2 separate regions of the Anser cygnoides genome follow, and region 2 is linked to region 1. Evidence: chromatin contacts called from public Hi-C data. All regions are on one chromosome and are shown on one strand. The core of a region is the stretch at or near the end of the contact, and the rest is flanking DNA. Distances in the headings are between cores, read along the strand shown.

Region 1 (6,682 bases), core at 1,336-3,835:
CTCTGGATCAGTCCTTACCTGTCAGAGTAAATTTCCTCCAGGTCTGAAGCCGTAAATCCAGCACCACAAGCAGATGCATACATACAACTTTAAAAAAAACAGCACCCCCATCACCTTCCACAAATACTCTGTCACACTGAGGGACAACAGGCAATTCATTAAGTAAGCAATTCCTTACAGGTCAGGCCCACTCCTACAGCTGCAGTGGGGATGGGCCACCAGCACCCAGCTCTGCAGTCATCGCGCAGCAGTTCTCAGTACAAGGAATAGCACCCAGCCGTAAAACTGATAAGCAACTTCTCAGAATTGGCTTTAGGGAGGAAACGAAATCTTCTACCACTCTGCCGTGCAAAGTTTAACGGCAATACTGAAAATCAACCCCTTCTGTTTTTTCCTGTACACAGAGAGGCTAGAAAGGGTTTCATTAACCTACACATGTAATTGAAAAAGATGAATGAAACAAACAACACTTATGGTCCCCCGAAGTCTGTGCTTTGCCAGCACTTCTGAAGGATTCAGGGATAACACACAGAACACATGCTCCTTTCTATACTCAATAGCTTAGTAGTTAGATAGGTGGTACAGCTGAAACTCCGGGCCTAAAGAGCAAACCTACAAAATCCTCTAATTCTGGAGGGAAAAAAAAAAAATAGATGAGTAGCTGAATAAAACTCACTCTGAGCATAAGATGCAATTCCAAATAAGTCAACAGAAAACCTCGGACCACAGCACTAGTTGCACTAGAGTTGTTCCTCAACACCTCTGACAGCCAAACCTCCGAGCTTTCCTTTAAGCACAGAACCCCAAAATCTAATCAGAGAACTTCAGTGTGTGAGCAGCACTCCCTGTCTTCCTTACCAAAACGCTCCTCTGTACTTGATTTCTGATTAGTAATGGTTTAGCAAAAACAGCTGATTTTCACAGAACACAGATGTACCCTGAGACACTGAAATCTACAAGGCAAGTCACGTGCCCCAGTTTTTCTTCCCTTACTTATAAGGAGAGTGCTTTAATTCTCCTTAAAATAGGATTAGTTTTCTTCTCCAGTCTGTGCAGAACAAAGCACCAGCTTTTTCTCATCCAGGATTTATTTTTGGCTGGATGCTTTATATAACATGCCTGAAAAATTAATTTATAAAAGATGCGGAGACCTTCAGAGTGGTGCTGAGCACTTCATTTTGTGTCATGAAGTTCCCCTGTATTCCTTTTATGTCACGTAGCATGAATTCTACTTTGCAGCTTCGTCCAATATTCAACACAACCGTGCCACAGAGCTAACCCTGCCAAACTCACTGAAGCTGCAGAGTTACCACACCTGTGGGCCTGGCCACGACTTCAGAGGAGCTGGATAAATTCACATCAGCTGAGCATCTGCCCCACTTGATCACCAGGTCTATATAAAATTATTAGGATCTGAAACATTTCCCCGTGGTTTTCTATTGAAAAGAGTAGGGTTTTAAGAAAAATCTAATATTTTGATTATATTTGAGTGTACGTGGTTAGAAATCATAAATAAACAAGTACACGTTCTTGCTTGAACATGGGTGCTTTTTTGCTTTTGCTAAGCTAAACAAATCACCTACCTTGACAAACAAGTTGATGCTTACACCAGTATCAGGGATAAAAGAAGAGCAAGTTGCTAAAAACAGAACCTTTGGGAAGGCAAAGAAGTGACAGCTACACCCCAAAAATAGTATAACCACCAATCTTTAAAGACTCTTCTTTCCCATAACAGAATCAAATCCTGGTATGGCTGTAATAGACAGATGTAGGAAGGCTATTCCTGGACAAAAACAAATATTTCACCTACTGGCAAAATAAGCCACATTATGCCAAGGACCATGCACTAAACAGTGAGCAGCCAACCCTCCTCAGAAGTATTCCCACATCTGCCTTGGGAACTGGTTAGCATCTTTTCTCAGTGGCAGACAGCTGCCACAGGACTGAGCTCACTACAGCAGCATACATCTGCACCAGGTGAAAAAAAAAAGCCTTCAGCCCATCAGCTCCAAGCACGTTAAGGTTGGTAGCACCGTAAATGAGTAACACTGCTCACTAGAGGGCAGCAGGAAACAAAGCATAACCGATGAAAATCCAGTAATTCTCAAAACAGGGGCCACAAGCTTCAGCCAGTCAAAAGCAGTTCTGCACAGGTCATCCACCTAGGAAAAAAACAATTATTTCTGAAGGCGTTTGGGCTCACAGTTCAATCGGAAGTGCATTTGCAAGTGGGAGAATGTTATCTTCCTGCAGTCCAAGATGACTTTTCATACTAGCACAAACCCCCTTTGTACAGTACCCTCGGCTTCATCTTCGCATCAAGCCAAAAAGCAAGATACTCTCTGGGCAGTCTGCGTCTCTGGGATAAAGGGAAACTGGCAGAAGTTTCTGTATCTAACTACGGCAGCCAGGAGTACAAGAAAAAGCCTTTTTTTAGCACAGCTGTGGAACCTTCTGAAAGTGATTCAAAAGATCACATATGTTTGGGATATAAAAAGCTAACACTGACCTCTTAAATGAGACCTTATATAAAGGTCTTCAGTCTTCTGGCTGTCCTCAGCAAGGGCAGACAAAAAACCATTCTGGAAATTCTGCTACTTCTGGTAACAGTGGTGGCTCGAACAGCCAAGCTGTAATTTCTATACCAAACAATGAATGAATACACCGAGTTCTGGGCTGAACTCTATCTCCAAGCACCCGTCAAGTGCCAGCCCTGAAAGGTTGCTGCTGACATGAAAAGTACAGCCTGCCCCTTTCATTTTCAGCTTCTACGTCAGCACTTGTGCACAACTCCCGTACAGAAAAAGCATAAACCATGCCAGGCTTCTTCAGTAAACACAACCCAGCTCTGCAAAAGAGATTAAGCAACTCTTGACAGGCAGGTAGACATGGTAAACAGGGGGGAGCATTTAAGGACACATCAAAACACATGCACTGACATTAATGCGACTCCTCGGTTGCTAATAAAAGACACCACAACTCGCTGCAAAACTAAGCATGTAAATTCAGTGGGATGTGTAGCGTTTCTTCAGAGAACTCACAATTGCCTAGAGAGCTGAGAGCTGTGTCAGTCTGGAAATCTCTGCTTTGATTAACACGTGCTTGGTTGGCTAAAAAATAAATAAAAAAACATAACCCAAACAGTCCACAAACCATGATTGCTTTTATTTTTAAAACTGGGGTATCATCATGCTCAGGTCTACCCTCCTCAGGATTTTAGCACAGTAGCAGCAGCAGCGCCACGGCTCAGACTCACCAGTTTCACCCAAGCTTTTCTGGATCCGGGCCACAGAGAAACGCTCTTCGGTTCCGCGCCGCTTCCCCCATGCCCTCGCTAGGAGTTAAGAACAGCCTGTGTTTGAAGGAAGCCTAGGAACAACATCCATCACAAGGAACATACAGCCCGGCTCCCCACAGGGGAAAAGCGATTAATGCCCTAACATTACTTTTTCCAGAAGCCACCACTCTGGGAAGGCTGTAACCCCACATGAAAGAGAGGGCACGCTGCTGACTGCTCCGTCTTGCCATATTCCTACGCTGCTGCCAGCAAGAGCAGCTGTCCCCCCCATCTCAGCCCCACAAACATTCCCGTGGCTGCCAGTTGGGGACCGATTCCCTGAGCTGCCTCCTCGTGTGGCTTCCTGAGTAGCAGTGCCAGCGCTAAGGATGGAGCAGGAGCAAGAAGCATGGCCGCTTTGGGATCCTTGCTGTCTTTAGAGAGCTCGCAGGAGCCCGTGGAAAATAACCAACACGTGGGCTCAAACGCGAAGCAAACCCTAACAAGAGAAGTAGTGACTTTGGAGAGGGTAACTAAAGGTTGGAAGCCTCTGTCCCCCAGACGGGCATTTTTCTGAGAGCTAGCCGTTATTGAGACATACACGAGCCTCTCCAACCACACAGTGAATTATTTGTCTCCCTGCTCTACTCGATTGCTTCAGAATCCCTCCTTCCCCTTTTACTGCCATCCTTCCCCTTCTACTGTCATCCTTCCTCTATTTCCTTCGTTCCTGTGACACCACATTTTCCACCCATCTTTCCCTTCCACTGGGTGACACCCTCTACCCACCCAGTCTCCTAAGGACAGATCTTTCCAACAACTTTTCATGACAAAGAGACCAAAGGAGAAGCTACAGGACACACGAGGAGGCTCATCCCTCCCCAAGGCCACACGCTCTAGCCAACAGCCACCCAGGCAGAGTGATGCAGAACAGAAACACCATAAATAATGAATTTCTTTTTTCTTTAATTATTTTCCAGCGTAAGGGGGTGTATAAGAAAAAAGGAAGCATGCCAAAAGTTCACCGATCCGATTTAATTTTCTCAGCTACATAAACACTTGAGCTCACAACAACAGTCAGCTAAAAGCAAGCTTATCTGTTAGGAGAACACAGCCCTCACTCCCACACTAGTCCTGAAGCCATTCATCCATCCATAACTTAGATATTCAGCAGTTTTTCCACAGGACTACTCCGTTCTCGCCTAGAGATACCTGCTATCATGAGGCCCTGTTTCCCTGACTAATGGGAACCACCTTCTGCTGTCACAGGTGACGCAGACTCTCCAGATTAAGAAGATCAATTACTAATGACTCAGGCAGTAGGCATACCTCCACGTTCACTTCCGACTCCCGGGGCTGGGATGCCACAATATTTTGGTCAGTCTCAGTCCGGCTCGTGACAGACGTCAGGTAACACAGCTTGTGCTGTCACTCTGCTTCTTTGCTAAGGGAAGCTGTCACATTCCCGGAGACCTAATGGCCTTTTGGAAGTGCTTTTGAATCAGAGGAAGATCCCCACCCCTAAAATACTCTTTCAAGTCTGATGAGAAGACCCGTTACCCATACTGTCCAAGTCTTCTGATCCCATAGCTTATAGGGGTGCAAGCTATAGCCACAAGGGATCCCCATTTATTTCGTGCCACAGCAGCAGTTTACAATGTGAAAATACAAACAAGCAAAGGAGCTTCCTTTCCCAAGACAGAATTTGCTTGTCCAAGAAAGTCTGCCAAAGGCAGATCGTTTTTAAAAGACTCCTGCTTTTTTCTGCTACGCTGACCAAGCACAATGGATTAGACAGCTGAGGTGGCATCAAAAAAGAGTTTCAGCAGGCACGCGTAACAGTTTGACGCTGTTATAAAGGAACTGAGATGTTCAGAGCACGAACTGGGTCTGATGTGACGCTTGGTTATTTCACTACCAGGAGCACAAGGTAAGGAACCATCCCACAGTGCGCAGCCCACAGTTACCACAATTGTGGTGTGTTTTTTTTTTTTGCGTGTGAGGGGTCTCCAAAACAAGTGGTGAAGGAGAAGGCTCATAAGCCCATTCTGTCCTTCTCAGTACATCTGGAATTCTTTAAAATAGCAGGGGGTGATGGAGACAGCAAGGGTAAAGGGCCCGGCATTGCAGCATACCTTGGTACCAAGCTTTAGCAACATACTCCACACTGCCAACAACCTGCCCAATGCTATCATCTGGGCTGCAGGCTGCATGTCTTCATTTCCACAAACGTCACCACTGCTATGCCCCAGCCCAGTCTCAGGACTGAGGAGTGGTCATAACATTCTTCTGTGCATCACATTCATCAGAGCAATCAAGTCCAGATGCCCCAAGACACACTAAAGGGTGTTTGAGCAATTAAGCTGCCCTACACATCGCGGTAACTGTCTCAGCTCCCAGAACTTCTTCATACCTGTGACACACGGCTTGGGAAATCTGAATAGACCAAAGCCCTTCAGCCTGTCCCACCGTTACAGGAACTTCCCCATCCTCACGAGAGAGGAAAAAGGCTTGCTCAGGACATTCCTTGTAGCGGCGGTCAGCACACTTATTCACAAAAAATAATGCAAAACCTCAAACCAGACTCATTATTCTTCTAATGATATATGCATCGTGGCTTTACTGTGAAAAATTTGCAATAGTAGCCTAAGACACGTGACTTCCTGGTCCGCATAGGAAAACCAAGTAAAGACTGGTATCTAGTATTTGCAGATTTTCTTACAGGTTCTGCATGTCCCACAATTAGAGGTGAAGATGACTGCACAAGCAAGTAGTGAACATCGACACAGCTAGACTAGTTTGGTAGGTCCCACTGCTGCTCTGTTTAGCACACTAAATAGCAGTATCCCCACTGAAAAAAAAAACAATAAAAAAAAAACAACTCATGCATTTAATTCCAAGCAGAATTCTTGATTCTGCAAGGCCAAAACAAGCCACCTGGTGCCCGAGGATGACAAGGCGCCAAACTCTACTTTTACACTACTTAAAACTACAAAGTAATTAGAAGTATTATCAGCCACGTTACACCTGCTCAGCCTGCAGATTTGTCTTGACAAACCATCTTCCCACATTATCTGCAATCAGATTCACACACACAACATTAAACATAATTACTACACCCCTCAGCCCAGCCAGTACGAATATATGGCAGAAGTGTCACTGGGCCACTGCATTTTGATTTAACACTTCTTGACATATATTCTATTCATGCCGGTGAGGCTGAGGGATGTAGTAATCAGAATGTGCCAGACATCAGTTGATCCCATATATGCCATTACTCCTGAGAACCTGGAGTAGTGGCTGGTCTAAAATGCTATTTCTGCAGAAATCAGCCCCCTTCAAATAAGGAAACTGCTGTCTCCCAGGAGCTAAACTGAAGCAGCTCATCACATTCGTGTCTTAGTA
Region 2 (6,682 bases), core at 1,501-4,000, 94 kb after region 1:
CACAGTCCTTTTGATACAGGAAGCCAGGAAGCTCACATTAGGGAAACGAATTGAGGTGTTCGTGCCACATATGGTGACTACGGTATTGGAGCAAAAGGGGGGCCATCGGCTGTCACCCAGCCGAATGATGAAATATCAAGCTATACTAACTGAGCAAGATGATGTAATCTTAAGAACTACTAACTTATTGAACCCAGCAGTGTTTCTAGGAACAATTACGGAGGAAGGAGACCTCAGTCATGATTGCGTGGAGATCATCGAACATACCTATGCCAGCAGAACAGACTTAAAGGATCAGCCTCTGGGGAGACCGGATTGGGAACTTTTCACGGATGGAAGCAGCTTTGTGGAAAATGGGACTCGTTATGCAGGATACGCGGTAACTACATCAAAGGTAGTGATTGAGGCAAATTCCCTACCTCCGGGGACTTCAGCCCAACGAGCAGAAATAGTCGCCCTGACACGAGCCCTGGAACTAAGCGAGGGTAAGAACGTGAATATTTGGACAGATTCAAAATATGCATTCGGGGTAGTTCATGTACATGGGGCATTATGGAAAGAAAGGGAAATGCTATCCTCACAAGGGACTAATATAAAATACCAGGAAGAAATATTGAAATTAATAACAGCTGTACAGAAACCCCAACAGGTGGCCATAATGCATTGTAAAGCCCATCAAGGAGGGGTGTCAGAGATTGCAGAAGGTAACAGACTGGCAGATTTGACGGCCTGGAAGGTTGCGCGTGAAGTATGGAAAGTAACGGCTCTAATTCCATCAAAGGTAGGCCTCTCTTGTTTTAAATTACCTAAAGACCCAAAGTATTCAGCAGAAGATGAGAGACTTGCAAATTTGATGAAGGCCCAGAAGAATCCTGAGGGATGGTATGTGACTACGACAGGACAACTTATAGTGCCTCCTATAGTAATGCGAGAAATCTTACAAATAAAACATAATGAATGTCACTGGGGTGCAGGAGCAATGGTGACCTATTTGAAACGAGGTGTCATCTCGGTACACATGTTAACAATGGCAAAGTCAGTAATGTCAAAATGTGAGCTTTGCTTAAAGAATAATCCGGTAGCAAGGAAACATGCTGAGATAGGAAGAACTAGAGCTGGGATAGAGCCTGGAGATTACTGGCAAATAGACTTCGTGGAGCTGCCTAAAGCAAGAGGTTATAAATACCGATTGGTAGGGGTTGATACTTTTTCAGGATGGCCGGAGGCCCTTCCCTGTCGCACCAAGCAAGCAAAGGAAACGGTAAAATGGTTACTACAGGAAATAATCCCTAGATTTGGTGTACCATTGGGTATTTCTTCAGACAGGGGACCACATTTCATTGCCAATGTGGTTAAGGAGGTTAGTAGGTTACTGGGAATCACCCAGAACACCCTATCCCACTTACTCCACCCCCATCCTATAGTACTAGCGTTAACAAGCAGGCATAGAGGAATCAATAAGATAGTAGACTAATGAAGATGCGTTAAGATTATACTTACTAATCTCTATATCAAGTTATACTCACTAACCTCTACTAACCTGATTCAACCTAATAGTAATGAAAATACTTGCTCTTGGTATGAGTGAAGTATTTTCAAAGGGGGGAAATGTTAGTGTTGGGGAGAATCGAATGGATGTTTTACTAATGTCTCTTAGGTGATGGGACATACAGTATAATTAAGCATTACCAAATGTACTTACATTATCAATTAATCTATGTACACTGGAAACCTAGGGAGTACACTGAACATTTAAAGGAATCGTTGAAGGGGAACCCTGGGAGGGAACAGGTACAACCTGACCTTGGATAAGGGCCTGGAAATGCTGAAATGAGTTGAAGCAGAACCAAGGAGCGGAGGGAGCATGCGTCGAGTGAGAAAGGTGAAAGAGTTTAGCGGAGAGGAAGACTCCTTACTTCATCTGGACGACCACCTGGACGACCACCAGAGTGCGCCACGCATGTGCAAAGGGGAGGGGAGCTAATTAGAATGGAATGCGAGGCTGATGTTGCAACCTGTAATGAATATGTATACCTTACGTAATGTTGAATGTATAAATAATGGCTGGGAAGTAACGGGACTTGAAGCCAGATTTGGGCACCTGCCCCGGCTTCCAGCGCTGAATAAAGCACCTTCATATAATCACTTGGTGGTTATGTGGTTGCTACGCTAACACTCTCTTTGCCTGCTCACTTCTACAGAAATATTTGGGTGGCTTTGGTGCTTTTGGACTGCAGAGATGTGAGGTCATGGATGCTGCAGCATGTAAGGTTGTCGGTGCTGGGCCTGAACTGACGTCTTGCCATTTGTTCCTGAGCTGTGGGTGCTGAGTCACCCCAGGGGGTATCAGCAAATTTTCTTCCTAAGTTGTGTGGGCGTAGATATTATTTTAACATCTGCAGAAGGAGGAACGCTGCTATAATTCTCCCTCTCTTCATCAGCCTGGGCTGAAGAGATCATACAGTCTTCTGCCGAAGTACATGGAGCAACAGCTGCACTGGAACATTTGATCATCTCACATTTGATCATCTCGCTGAGGCAAGGATCAAAAGGGAGATGACGCTCCAGTGATGTGCCCTGGTGGCACGGGGGTCACACCAGCTCTCGAGAACCCGGTGTTTATGATTACGTTGACATGAAAAACTGTTCTGCCCGCTGTCACGTGTCAACAGCGCTGGAATAAAAAACTTGAAACAACCCCTCTTTCTCGGTACTTCTTCCCTCCCTTAGCACGTGTTGCTGCTCCTTCAGCCTGCCCCCTGGGCGGGGGCGGCCCGAAATGGCGGCGGGGGCGGGACAAGATGGCGGCGGGCGGGCGGTACTTCTGCACGGCGGGCCGCGGCCTCGAGCCTTTCCTGGCCCGGGAGCTGCGAGCGAGGCTCGGAGCCACGGAGGTGAGAAGCAGGCCTCGTTCGCTGCGAGTCCGTGCTAATTTCAATATATCGTGCGGTAAAATTAAATATTTCTTGTTGCGTTCGCCAAGGAGGTTCTAGGGAGTAAAATCATGACAGGACACCAGGAAGAAGCCGGCTCGTAGAGGCACTAAAATGATTTATTTCGCGAAACCGCGCTCCGCAGCTCTGAGGGCTGTGCTGACCAACATCTCCGTCCCCTCGCCACCCCTGGTTAGCTGTGCTTTGCTGGGTTCTTCTCGGTGCGAAGACGTGGTAGGGCACACGGTGGTGCTGTTGAGCCGCTGAAGCGCTCACAGAAAATATTCTTTTTTCCCCTTCCCTTTAAGGTGGACTATATTTCGGGAAAAGTCTTCTTCACCACTGACGCGGAGCCGAGCGAACTGAAGAAAATCAAGTCTGGAGAGAGGTTGTTTTTGCTGATTAAGAAACACGACCCGCTTCCCGTTTCAGGAAATAAAGGTACTGCGCTGACTGTTCCCCTCGAGTCATCCTGTTCTTTTTGCATGCAGGACATGGGTTCAAAAACTTCAAGTGTAAGCTCATGTCCTATTTGTAAAATTAACATTCGATCAATTTCATCATCTGTAGCTCTAACTGAGAAGAATCAACTCTGAAGTTGTGGTTTTTGACTTTCTTTTTGTTGTTTTTTACCCAACTATGCTTTCAAATATGTTTTTCTGTGCTGAAAACAGCTTAAAAATGTTTGAAATACACGTCTTACCAGCTGACGTTCTGCTGGCATAGTACGCATGTATATATGTATAACACCACTCCCACACCAAAAAAATTAACAAAACTGAAGTCCAATTCTGGACCCCTTGTATGTGTTTTAACAGTGAGTCATTTTTTTTTTAGGTGATGTGGATCCATACATATTCTGCATCACTTAACTGTTCAGTATGCAGATTTCTTGTGAATTTCAAGTACTCGTGTCACTTTATCAGTGTTGAAATAAGAATTTTGAGTAAGATGGATTGATATTTGTATGGGGGTAGGGTTTTATTTGAAAGATTACAAGAGGCCTTTGGCTCTAAGGATCAAATTTAACTATGATTATGAAATTTAAAATGAGAAATAGAAATACTTAAATGTTTTTCCCTGACCAGAGTCAAGACTTTTATATGAATTGGCCTCTGTATTTCTTGTGCCTCTCTTGTCATAGTTAAGTCAACAGGACACACTACAGGTAGGTGTAAGTTTAGGTGTGTATTGGAGACTTTGCAGGATTGAAGGAAGAGTAATTAATAGCAAGGAGATATTTTTTTTAATAAAAGAATAAACTTGTGACTTTTATTCTGAGCCGAATCAAAGCCGTTCATGTTCATGTCTGTCAGTCCTGGAAAGTGTCCTGGATATCTAATCCTGAACCAAATGTTTTTCTGGACTAAGAGGACGACGATATGGTAGGCTGGTGCTCCATCCCTGGGAATGACTCTGAGGTAGTCTGGTTTTCTAGAGCTGCTGAACTTCTGCAGAATTCAAGCCCTGCAAAAGTTATTCTTGGTTCTGCAAAGCTTGTAATCAGATGGATGTGTGGGTCTTCAGCTGATAGGGTTTGTGGGTGTTGAGAGCTTGGCTGTGTCTGTGATGTATGCTGCTGCAGTTCGTGGATTCACACGTTATGGAGATCTAAACAAAGTCCCTGACAGATGTTCTCATTCTGTGGGAACATCAAATGCTGAGATTGAACTACTTAACCTGAAACTAGCTTTTTCTTCCAGGGAAAATACTGCATGAAATTAGAAGTCTTGTCATTGAGGAACCAAAGGATTGGCTGGATGTTATCGCTACTTGGAAAAACCTTCGTGGTTGTGAGGGGAAAAAAGATGGTGTCTCTCAGGAAAACCCATCACCTTGCAAGAGAAAATCAGAAGAAGAGATGAATGTTGTAACTAAAAGACAGAAAACAGAGCGAGTAAGAGAGATTGTGTCTGAGGAATGTCAAGCAGGAGCTGGAGAGAATGGTGTGGTACCAGACAGGAAGAGTGATGAGGAAGGCCAAACTGAAACCAAGGCTTCTTTAGAAGACTCTTCCAAAAGCAGTGGAGAGAAACCTGTTGAGAATGAGAAGCATAGCTTTAGCTTCCGAGTTTCTTGTCGCTGTAGTGGAGCAATTGCCAAAATACTTACTTCACAGGTATGCTAAAGTATCTGTGTTTTAAAAGGATGTAGTGAAAGTGAAAGGAGGCGTGTGGTTTATTTGCAATTTAATTTGTGTTTTGTATGTTTTGGAATAACAAACTGGTCTGAACTTTTTCTGTATCTTCAAAAAAAATTTTTGAAAAAACTCATAAAACTTGCATTTACGTTAAGCAAGTGGAAATACAAGTGCTGTTATTAATTTCAAGGCATGATTAGCCTGAACAGCTTTTTGAATCAATGTCTTTTAATGAGAATAAGTGAAGGTAAGAGGTCGAGTGGCTGGGCAGGTGAAACCTAGTCAAGTCTGAAGAGCAATCTGTGAGTGGCTTGCAGCTACTTCAAGGGTCGTAGCAAGGATAGCGGAGCCACGCTCCTCTCAGTTGAGGCAGACTGCGTAACAAGGGGCAAAAGCCAGAATATGCAGCTTGGAAGGGTGCTCTTTTGGGTATCATGAAGAAATTCCCAGAAGGGTGGTGGGTGGTGCAGCCCTGGGACACATCCTGGAGAGTGCATCTTGGTCCTTGGGGTGTCAGCACTCAGCCTTGAAGAGCCCCAACCATTCTGAGAGAGGTGGTGTAGAGATCTGTAGAGGCCCCTTCTGTCCAACACTGTTCTCATCTGCATTGTATTTTCACCATACGAAATGGAAATTAATGTGTAGCTGCAGTTTATTTAGGTTTCTCCTACCTGAAAACAACAAGTTAGATTTTTTTCTCTCTGCTAAAGCTGGTATCTTGGGAAGATGGGACACATGAGCCTGCCAGCACCAGCGTTTGTTTAAATTGGTTCTGTGCATTTGAATTCTTATGCTGAAGGTACAACTTTCCAGAGGTGATAAAAGCATTAAAACTGAGAGTTGCAGTTATGCATTGACAGGTTCCTTCAGGTGATCTAATTTACAGTCATCAGAAATACTTCACATGTGATACATAGTTCTAAAATGACTACAGCTGTTTGTTTTACCTTGGGTAGGACTTGAACTTCAGCCTCCCACACTCAAGGTGAGCAACAGCCATGTTATCCTGAGGTGTGTTTCTATCGCTCTGTCCTGGTACACCTCTTCTGGTCTTTGTATAAATTGTTCTCTAGCAGTAAAGAAAGACTTTTTCTTTTCCCAGGTACTTATGAGGGTTGTGTAATCAAGGTTGTGATCTGTAGTTTTCTTAATTCTTTTATTTTTAATGTCTTTTACTGGTCTTTCCCTTCACAGGAGATTGGAAGAGCAATTGGCATAGCGCTCATGAAGCAGTTTAGGTGGCGGGCTGATCTGCGGAACCCCGATCTAGAGGTAGTGGCACTTGTCTGCCAGGTGGCCTGTTGCTACTTCCAGAATTGCCCCAAAATATATATATATTTATATATGTCTGCCTTCCATGTAAAACACTTATTAATGGCACTGCTTTTTCTAGAGAAAAAAAAAAAAAGCTGAATACAAGTATACAGTGAACAATCTTCTGTTTAGAGTAAGTGGTTTTATAGTTAAAAATGTCAAGAAAATACTTCGTGGAGAAATTGAAGTGCTTGCTGATGGATCCCTGACTGACAAATCCCTTCCTAGTTTGCGTAAATCTTAAATCATCTTTAAACTGGCATTCAGATTATCAAGTGTGATTTCTTCCAAATAA

What was found. A called contact is a pair of places that touch in the nucleus more often than the background predicts.
Region 2: a contact with region 1 is called in a Hi-C map of liver, with 2.2 times the contacts expected there. The contact joins the promoter of THUMPD2 here to the enhancer-like site in region 1. A contact is called at or near these places in 2 of 7 Hi-C or Micro-C datasets (granulosa cells and liver).

What each region holds. Positions count from the first base shown.
Region 1 is chr3:13,264,601-13,271,282 of Taihu_goose_T2T_genome, forward strand. The region is part of intron 3 of SHLD1 (shieldin complex subunit 1); the gene reads right to left. Among named protein-coding and RNA genes, the nearest start is that of SHLD1, 7.2 kb to the right of the region's middle. Within about 2 kb of position 2,586, at least 1 of the 3 cell types and tissues checked has open chromatin away from gene starts, as enhancers often do. A contact at or near this core is called in liver, where this site is marked.
Region 2 is chr3:13,357,939-13,364,620 of Taihu_goose_T2T_genome, forward strand. It overlaps THUMPD2 (THUMP domain containing 2), which reads left to right and starts at 2,751. Exons shown (of 10, transcript XM_013196149.3): 1 at 2,751-2,894; 2 at 3,242-3,374; 3 at 4,637-5,052; 4 at 6,268-6,345. The coding sequence starts at 2,802.